Regions from separate parts of the Pan troglodytes genome. Here regions 1 and 2 are each linked to region 3. A link is a contact called in public HiChIP or PLAC-seq data. All regions are on one chromosome and are shown on one strand. The core of a region is the stretch at or near the end of the contact, and the rest is flanking DNA. Distances in the headings are between cores, read along the strand shown. Region 1 holds the start of VCPKMT (valosin containing protein lysine methyltransferase). Region 2 holds the start of SOS2 (SOS Ras/Rho guanine nucleotide exchange factor 2). Region 3 holds the start of NEMF (nuclear export mediator factor).

Region 1 (3,006 bases), core at 64-2,563, 260 kb before region 3:
TACACAAATATGGGAGGGGTATATGGTGTTACTGATTTTTAAACCTCTTTGACCATCTTCTAGTTTTTACTTCTAGTTTTTACATCTAGGAGAATTGTGAATAACACCAACTGTTCTTAAACTCTTTAATGCCATGTCTTAAATGCCGGTATTTGCTGCTGAAGACAAAAATGAAAAGTAGGATGAAAATAATAGAATGGCACTGTAAGTGTTTATTATTTTGTCAAAATGTAAACAAAGACTACATAACCCAATGATGGAGGGAAAAAGGGCATGTATCTCATTCAGATGTGCCTTTTGTTTTTGCAGACTATGACGTCTTTAGCTAATGAATTGCCTATTGTTATGGAAAACAGTTAATATGCCATGTATGTACAGTTTTGTTTATATTGTATATTTAAAGATACTGCTAATAACCTATATAAATTTAAGTGACTTGAGGCCTATAATACAATCTGCTACTTTACTAATTCATAAATTCAAAAAAAATTCTATGGCATAGGAACCAACTGCCTTGCCTTCAAGACCTAGTAACTTTCTCTATAAATCTCGTGTTAACTGAAATTTTTTTTTAATATATTTTTTAGATTGGTAATATTTAAACCAGCAAATACTTAAAGCTTTATTAAACATTTTAATCAGATAAGTGAGTAAAGCTTTTATTTGCCATTTGGATGCCTTCGTTCAAAGTGATAGAGTGTTTTGCTGATAGTGCTGTAGCAGCAGTTGTAAAGTAGCCAAAAGCCACGTTGTTTATTTACTGGTCTGTGGCCTTTTACTGTGCTTTGTATCAGAGTTCTTAACAAGATTAATAAATCACCCCAGTCTTAATTTTTAAAAGACTTTTAAAATATGTGTTTTCATTATAAGGAACAAAGGGGGAGATTGTTGAGTCCTATAGACACACACACACACACACACACAAAATTTTTTCTTCACTGTTAAATGTGAGCTGCAGGCTTCTAGCAACCACTTTTATGAATTCATACAAAAAACTAGGAGCATACTAGGAACTTGAAAAGGAAGATTGTAAGATTATAGCCATCTTTGGTAGGATCTTGGAAGCTGATTGCATTTAAGCCTTGTAACTACTATGTAAATCAAGTGTCCAACTTGGTAAACTCTGAGGTTGGCTTTGTTTTTTGAAGAGCAGATTATAATAGTTTTGTCTGGGAAAGTGATTTAAACGGCCTCTTCGTTAAGCCAAACGTGTGATTTAGGGTAGAGGGAGGCTGCCAAGCGCGTCGGGTAAGCAGGGGCCCCACGCTCGGCCCCGCCCGGGTAACGCTGCCTTCCGGGCTTTGTTAACTCGCGCGCGCTGCGTCGCCAACTCAGCGGCGGGCAGGGGGCGGAGTCGCAGGGTGGGGCGGTGCGCGTTGATGTGACGTCCCTGCGCGCGCCGCTTTCTGTTGCCGGGCGCAATGGCGGATACGCTGGAGTCCTCGCTGGAGGACCCACTGCGGAGCTTTGTGCGAGTTTTGGAGAAGCGGGATGGTACAGTGCTACGACTACAGCAGTATAGCTCCGGTGGCGTGGGTTGCGTTGTGTGGGACGCTGCCATTGTCCTTTCTAAATACCTGGAAACGCCCGAGTTTTCTGGCGACGGGGCCCACGCGCTGAGCCGGCGGTCGGTGCTGGAGCTGGGTTCGGGCACCGGGGCCGTGGGGCTCATGGCTGCTACCCTCGGGTAAGAGCTGGCGGGCGGGCGGGATGTGGGGGCGCCTTCTTGCTGGGGAAATCCGGATTACAGGCTTTCCCCCCTGTGCCTACACCTCAGTCGACGTTATTTTATAGGGCTGATGTTGTAGTCACCGATCTTGAGGAATTGCAAGACTTGCTGAAGATGAATATTAATATGAACAAGCATCTTGTCACTGGTTCTGTTCAAGCCAAGGTACTGAAATGGTTTGTATGGCCTTTCAGCTTGTTTTAAGATATTGATTTGTAGTTTGTTTTGAATTGCGTTTCATTAAAAGGATGGAAGGGGACTTTCCGGTTCTTTATAAAACAAGAGTATTTTGAATTATTAAAACAATTGAAATATTTGTTTGGCATTTTTAAGGGGGGAAGAAATAGAAGGCTTTCCTTCTCCACCCGACTACATACTGATGGCCGACTGCATATACTATGAAGAGGTAAGTATCCAGTGAGCGAAGTCTCTTCATTTAGAAGATGAACCTTATTCCATGAATTCTAAAGCACACGTTTCTTCACATTTTAACATCTTTGAATCCGGGATTTGCCTTATAGTTGATGCAGTAAAGAGAAGATAAAAGTCACCAGGGACCATATGTATATACGCTCATCATTATCATACCGACCTGGTGAAGCATGTTGAGAAAAGTGTTATATGCATTTTACTAGAGGCTTCTGTAAAAATTTTAAAGGATTTTGCCAATTGGATGTTATGAAAAGCCAAAATCCTCTCTTTTTCCCTTGGTTGTTCCCACGGAACATGTTAACCATGACATTGAGAATTAAGTTATAAATAATTCATTGTTCTTTTCTTTAAATATCAGTTTGGGCCGGGCGCGGTGGCTCACGCCTGTAATCCCAGCACTTGGCAGGTCAAGGCGGGTGGCTCACCTGAGGTCGGGAGTTCGAGACCAGCCTGACCTACATGGCAAAACCCTGTCTCTACTAAAAATACAAAATTAGCCAGGCGTGGTGGTGCATGTCTGTAATCCCAGCTATTTGGGAGTCTGAGGCAGGAGAATCGCTTGAACCTGGGAGGCGGAGGTTGCAGTGAGCCGAAATCACGCCATTGCATTCCAGCCTGGGCAACAAGAGCAAAACTCCGTCTCAAAAAAAAAAAAAAAAAAAAAATACATCAGTTTGTATAGTGTTGTGGGCATCGATTATTTTTTTTTCTTTCTTTCTTTCTTTTTTATTGATCATTCTTGGGTGTTTCTCGCAGAGGGGAATTTGGCAGGGTCACAGGACAATAGTGGAGGGAAGGTCAGCAGATAAACAAGTGAACAAAGTTCTCTGGTTTTCCTAGGCAGA
Region 2 (2,885 bases), core at 345-2,844, 380 kb before region 3:
TGTTGCCAGATCTTTGTCAAGAGAAGCTGAAAATATACATTTTTATATGAAGCCTCTTGATTTTAAAATGTTAACAATTAAATTTAAATACAGCCTTAGCTAAACAAAATATGTCTTCAGGCCTGACTTGGCCCAGAAAAGCCTTCTGATATTCCTAGCCAAGAATGAGATTTCTAACAAGTTTACTCTCCTATGAGTAAAGAGAACATACATGGTCTAGTAGTTTGACAGCACAGTAGTTTATAGCTGGAGTCTGGGAACAGGAGAGAAAAGTAAGGACCCTCTATATAAGCCAAAGTCTTCGCTCTCACAGACTGAAACATTAATGGGAGAAATACAAGCATTTTACCATCCCACCTTTTATCCCAAGTACATGTGAATGGATACGGCCATTTATTAGAGGATGTTCTTGATTTAGTGGATAAGAAAAATAATCTTATTTTCCAACTCTGCCATTCTGATTTTGCCCAAATGAAAAAGTGGTGCATGTTTTGGGGAGAATAATTGCTCAGCTACTGATGCCGGAACTGAATTGTAGTACTGACTTATTTTTTGTACCCTGTTCGTCTTTTCCCTTTCTCACTGCTGGTGGCTAGGGACGGGGAGTAAAATATCTTCTTTACAACCTGTTAAAAGTAATGTGCTCAGCCTCTTTAGCGGGATGAAATTTGTGGTAATGATAAAGTTACCAGAGCCTATGCCTCTTTGGATTGAAAAGCTTGTCAGGATCTTTTCTGGGTTGCTAATGAGTGTTTCCTAGACACCGATCCAGGTTTTGTAGGACCTGAAGCCTACACAATTTGGATGACACGATTAAGAAAACAATTCGAAAATATCTTTTGAAAGTTTTGTAAAAACGATATGATTTTGTGAACGCACAGGGGCCTGTGCAAGTGAAGGACCTTTCAATTCAAGCTTGATCAACGTCACTGTCATCTGCCCCTTCTGACCCTACCACCAGGCTAAGGGCTTTCCACGCCTCATCTCTCGGTCCCCACACCATCACCCTAAGAAATAGTTACTATATCTCTAACGATATATTATATATAGTACATACTTTGTGTAAACATACGGTACTCATGAAAACAAGCCACGTAGAGCACAAATACGTTAAATATCCTGTCCAGCCCGAATGCCCCTTTCTCTCCACGTCCCTATACAGCCTCCCACGACGGTAGTCCTGGGGCTCCAGCGCTACAAGAGTGGCACCAAGTCCGGATTGTCTTAAGCAGGTCGAGAGGAGGGAGCATATGGGTAAAAAGCAGTCAAACTGAAGAGTCTGGAGCGGCCCCCAGCACAGTCTCGGGAAAAGCGGACTCCCCTGGGGCCCCAGGCCCCGCACCCCCGCGCCGGGCTGGCGCCTCTGCCTGCTCCGCGGCGCGCATGCTCCGTGTTAGGCCTCTTGGGCTATTCGGGATAATGAGCGCCGGGCCGAGGGGGCGGGCCGAGCCTCGGCTGCTGGGACCTAGGGCTCAGCGGCGACCCCAAGGCACTCTGCGCTGCTGCTAAAGGGGGAGCAGCGGCGGCGGCCAGCGCTGTGCGCGCCATAGCGAGGCTCGCTCGCCCGAAGCGCACTCCGGGTCGGTCCCCAGAGCTCTGTGGAGGTGACTCGAGTGGGCAGGGCCGGGCGGCGCTGTCGGCTGGGAGGGCGGGGAGGAGGCGATGAGGTGACGAGCAGCCGCCGCCGCCGCCGCCGCCGCTGCTCACCGCCCGCCGCGGCCGTAGCGGGAGTCGGGGCGGGGCTGGGCCAGCTGTACCCCTGCCGGGCCGCGAACCCAGACAAAGGAGGAGGAGCCGCCCCAGAAGCGGGCCAGCGCCGCCGGGAAAGGAGGTCGCCGCCCGGGGTCGCCCGGGCTCGCGGGTCGCCGCGCTTCCTCTGCGGGCGCTGCGGGAGGCGAGGGCCGCCTCGGCGGAGGAAGCCGACCCCGGGGTCTCCGCCAGCCCGCCGGCGCCGCCTCCGAGCCGCCTCGGCCGTAGCCTCGGCCCGGGCGGGAGGCGGCGGCCGCCGGCGAGGCGAGGCGGCCCGCGCCCTGCCTGTCAGGCCACCGGCCCGACCCGCGGGCTGCCCCCGATGCGGAGGCGCTGTCGCCGGGGCCATGCAGCAGGCGCCGCAGCCTTACGAGTTCTTCAGCGAGGAGAACAGTCCGAAATGGCGGGGACTGTTGGTCTCGGCCCTGCGGAAGGTCAGTGCTAGGGCCGGGGCGGCCGGCGGGTGGCCCGTGGCCCCCCGAGCTTCTAACGGGGAGCAGGTCGTCCCTCCCACAGGGCTCGAGTCCCCAGGGCCGAGCCGTTTCTCGTTGGCTGGCGATGGGGGGCTCACAATTGCCTGTTGCATTCTGAAGGACGTTTCTCAAGTTTTTTTTTTTTTTTTTGCCTGGTCCCGGAAGGAAGGTTTTGTTATGATCATAAAACTGGATTTCATGTTGCAGTCATTTCGTCAGGCAACTTCCGCCGTTGACCAATTTGTTGTCCTCAGGCTGGAATCGGGCAAGAGAAAGTCCCGCTGGTATTTAGACAGTTTCTAAAACAAAAGCACATTTTCAGGCCGGGTAATTACTTTTAATTAAGTTCTTTGGGAGTGTTCCCCCTAGGCGGTTTGCTTGTCAAGGGTATCCACTTATGAGGCAATGGTTTTTTGTAATATGGATGTTTCACATGTGTGAAATGTCAGTGAGTCATAATATTCTTATTCATTTTACAGTTCTCAAGGTAAATTTAAAGCGCCTTCCCAATTCCTGCAAACGGTGTCTTACCTGTTTACAAGAGATTACCCTTAGAAAATTTGGTCAGTGTCTTCAGTGTCTTCACGACCAAATTGCGATTTAGGACTTGAAATCATTTTAAGGAACAAAAAAGGGGCAACTCCTGCAAATCAGTCTTTCACG
Region 3 (3,201 bases), core at 252-2,751:
CCCATTAGTTATTTTTGCTGACCCTCTCCCTCCTCCCATTCTCCACCCTCTGGTAAGCGCCAGTGTGTGCTGTTCCCCTCCATGGGTCCATGTGTTCTCATCATTCAGCTCCCATTTATAAGTGAGAACATACGGTATTTGGTTTTCTGTTCCCATGCAAATTTCAAGCATACAGTACATTACTATGAACTATAATCAGCATGTTGTACATTAAGTCTCCAGAACTTATTCCACGTATAACCGAAAGTTTGTGCATTTTGACCAGTATCTTCCCATTTCCCCCACATCCCAAGTCCTGGAAACCACATTTCTGCTGTCTGTTTCTATGAGAAACTTCTAGATTCCACGTATAAGTGAGATCATGCAGTATTTGTCTTTTTATGTCTGGCTTATTTCACTTAGCATAATGTCCTCCAGGTTCATCCATGTTGTTAAATCCATGCCAGTTGCAAACAGCAAGATTTATTTCTTTTTTGAAAGCTGATTAATATTCCACTGTATGTATGTGTGTGTGTGTGTGTACATATATATTTGCACTCATTATCCGTTCATTCGTTGATGAAAAGTAGATTATCCCTATATCTCGGCTATTGTGAATAATGCTGCAATGAACATGAACATATATCTTCAGGATAGTGATTTTGTTGCTAGATCACATGGTAATTCTATTCTTAATTTTGTGAGGAGCCTTTATACTGTTTTGCACAATGGCTCTACTAATTTACATTCCCATCAACAGCATACAAAAGTTCCCTGTTCTCCACATTCTCGCCAATGCTTTCATATTTTGGGCCATTCTGTATGGTTTACTGTACCGTATGACAGTAATGCTGTGCAGTATGTGCTATAGCCATTTTTGCATCTACTGGTACCAGTTCTGAAATAGCAGCGGCGCCCTTTCTGTTTAGAGTCGCCTTCTGGTGGTAGGAATTCTGGTTGCTACCATGTGTAGCCTGCAAGCCTCTAGCAGCTCTTTTGCAGCGACGCCGAGCGCCGGGCGCGGTGGCGCGTGCCTGTAGTCCCAGCTACTCGGGAGGCTGAGGCTGGAGGATCCCTTGAGTTCAGGAGTTCTGGGCTGTAGTGCGCTATGCCGATCGGGTGTCCGCACTGAGTTCGGCATCAATATGGTGACCTCCCGGGAGCGGGGGACCACCAGGTTGCCTAAGGAGGGGTGAACCGGCCCAGGTCGGAAACGGAGCAGGTCAAAACTCCCGTGCTGATCAGTAGTGGGATCGCGCCTGTGAATAGCCACTGCACTCCAGCCTGGGCAACATAGTGAGACCCTGCCTCTTTTGAGTTCTCACCTTATAAAGTAGCCTTTCTTCCCATGCATCTATCCTAAGACAAAAGAAATGCAGAATTTACATTCTTACAGGACTATTTTCCTCACTACACTGTGAATCCCCCCTCCCACCCCACCCCCATTGGGAATCTTCTTGTTTTTATTTTTATCTTATTTCACCATTATCTAGCTAAACACTTGCACATTCATGCTGCCAGGTGTTTATGGAGCACCGATTGTACACCAGGTACTGCGGTGAGTCTCAGGGGTACCAAGACCGAGGTTCGATGAGAATCCTGTAATCAACTGCAGAATGCTCCTTCGGAGAACAGGACCCATCAAAATAGGAACTCCGTTTTGAGAGTTCGCCTCGATCGTTGAGGATAATCTTAGAAGGACCGAAGCAGTTCCGTTTCGTTACATTTCAAAATCTTATGTCAAAGTAAGCACGCAGAAAGGGGTCCTTGCTCTTCTACACTGAGCCCTACGGCCCCCCTGTGGGGAAATACTCCTGATAATCATCTCGAAAATTGTTTCGACCAGCAGGGGTCACTATGAAGGCTGACTTGAGCCCAAAACACAATGGGGCACGGTAACCAGACTGGTCCGTAAGGGTTCCAGGAAGGAATGCAGCTTCAAGAGAACAGTTTGAATCTTTATTCGAATTTGAATTTTGGTACAATGAAGAGAGTCAGCTGCAACTTGACAATCGAAATCCTCAGAAAAGCGACACAAATACGTTCGCCTCGAGGAATATTGGGTCTTCTGCGCGGCCGTAGAGCTCCGCCAAGTGCGCCTGCGCGGAAGAGAAGTGGCGTCGAGTCCGGCCGGGCAGTAGAGGAAATTGCGGTAGTGACCCTCGGGCCTCGCCATGAAGAGCCGCTTTAGCACCATTGACCTCCGCGCCGTACTCGCGGAGCTGAATGCTAGGTACAGTACCCTAAGTGACGAGGCTTGTGTGGGGAGTGCAGGAGGCAGAGGCCGGAGTCCCATGGCGCAAACAGACCAGCTTGATGTGTTTCCTTATTTCCTAGTGCGTCTATGGACCTGCCTAGGCCTGAGTGGACAGGCGTGTGGTGTCTTTCCCGTGACCCTTAGGATACCCCTGGGTGTCCCAGGCACCTCGTGCCCCATCCCCCGCGTCCTCCCAGCTCTCTGGCTTGCCCCGCTAGCGCGAAGCTCTTGCATTGTTGGCCTGGGTTGTCCGGGTCGGGCAGGAAACGTTTGTTAAAACACGAGACGCCAGAGTGGTCGTTTGCTTCAGAGGTTTCCAGACGGGGGCTTGGTTTCTTGAACACCTCCCTCCCCTCACCCCAGAGAGAGAGAGAGCATCGCGGTTTTAGCTGGATTGAGCAGATTTGGACTGAGATCTGGATTCTAGTCTGGATTCTATTATTCAGCCCTGTGAGCTTTGTCATATTTTCGGGGCCCTCTTTTATCTTTTTTTTTTTCTCCTTTGTAATAAATTAATTGGATTATATTTTACTGTATTTCTCCCCCAAAATTGGGTCATTTGGAAGACGCAAGTTATAGTGTGTTGTTCCTAGAGCTGATAGACCACTTCTGTTTTTAAATCGTTACTCTTAAGTTTTGAACTGAATCTCCAAATGGCTTTCAGACTCTGCTCCTCGGCTGACTCCATATCCTTAGAGACTGAGATCCGCTCTTTCGGAGCTTTTATTAAATTATGTGTAGTTTTATGTTTCAGACAGTAGTGTAACATGTTACATGTTTCCTTTATCTTTGCAGCTTGCTAGGAATGAGAGTAAACAATGTTTATGATGTGGATAATAAGACATACCTTATTCGTCTTCAAAAGTAAGAACATTTTATAGGCTTATTTTCTCTTTGACAATTAAGTATGAGATTACTGATTTTTTTTTTTTTTTTACCTACATTTTAAGCCTGTTTAGCAATTA

Evidence for each region. HiChIP or PLAC-seq counts read pairs in DNA pulled down with a chosen protein or histone mark.
Region 1: a contact with region 3 is called in an H3K4me3 HiChIP or PLAC-seq map of stem cell-derived excitatory neurons, with 4 times the contacts expected there. The contact joins the promoter of VCPKMT here to the promoter of NEMF in region 3.
Region 2: an H3K4me3 HiChIP or PLAC-seq map of stem cell-derived excitatory neurons shows a contact between it and region 3, with 2.2 times the contacts expected there. The contact joins the promoter of SOS2 here to the promoter of NEMF in region 3. A contact is called at or near these places in 1 of 7 Hi-C or Micro-C datasets (stem cell-derived neural progenitor cells) and 1 of 1 datasets of contacts at active chromatin or transcription factors (stem cell-derived excitatory neurons).

What each region holds. Positions count from the first base shown.
Region 1 is chr15:48,133,486-48,136,491 of NHGRI_mPanTro3-v2.0_pri, reverse strand. It overlaps VCPKMT (valosin containing protein lysine methyltransferase), which reads left to right and starts at 1,313. Exons shown (of 5, transcript XM_009427780.5): 1 at 1,313-1,687; 2 at 1,795-1,905; 3 at 2,063-2,135. The coding sequence starts at 1,422. SOS2 (SOS Ras/Rho guanine nucleotide exchange factor 2) reads left to right here. Exons shown (of 23, transcript XM_016926049.4): 23 at 1-840.
Region 2 is chr15:48,247,193-48,250,077 of NHGRI_mPanTro3-v2.0_pri, reverse strand. SOS2 (SOS Ras/Rho guanine nucleotide exchange factor 2) reads left to right here and starts at 1,594. Exons shown (of 23, transcript XM_016926049.4): 1 at 1,594-2,183. The coding sequence starts at 2,097.
Region 3 is chr15:47,868,737-47,871,937 of NHGRI_mPanTro3-v2.0_pri, reverse strand. It overlaps NEMF (nuclear export mediator factor), which reads left to right and starts at 1,501. Exons shown (of 32, transcript XM_054666511.2): 1 at 1,501-2,212; 2 at 3,032-3,100. The coding sequence starts at 2,154.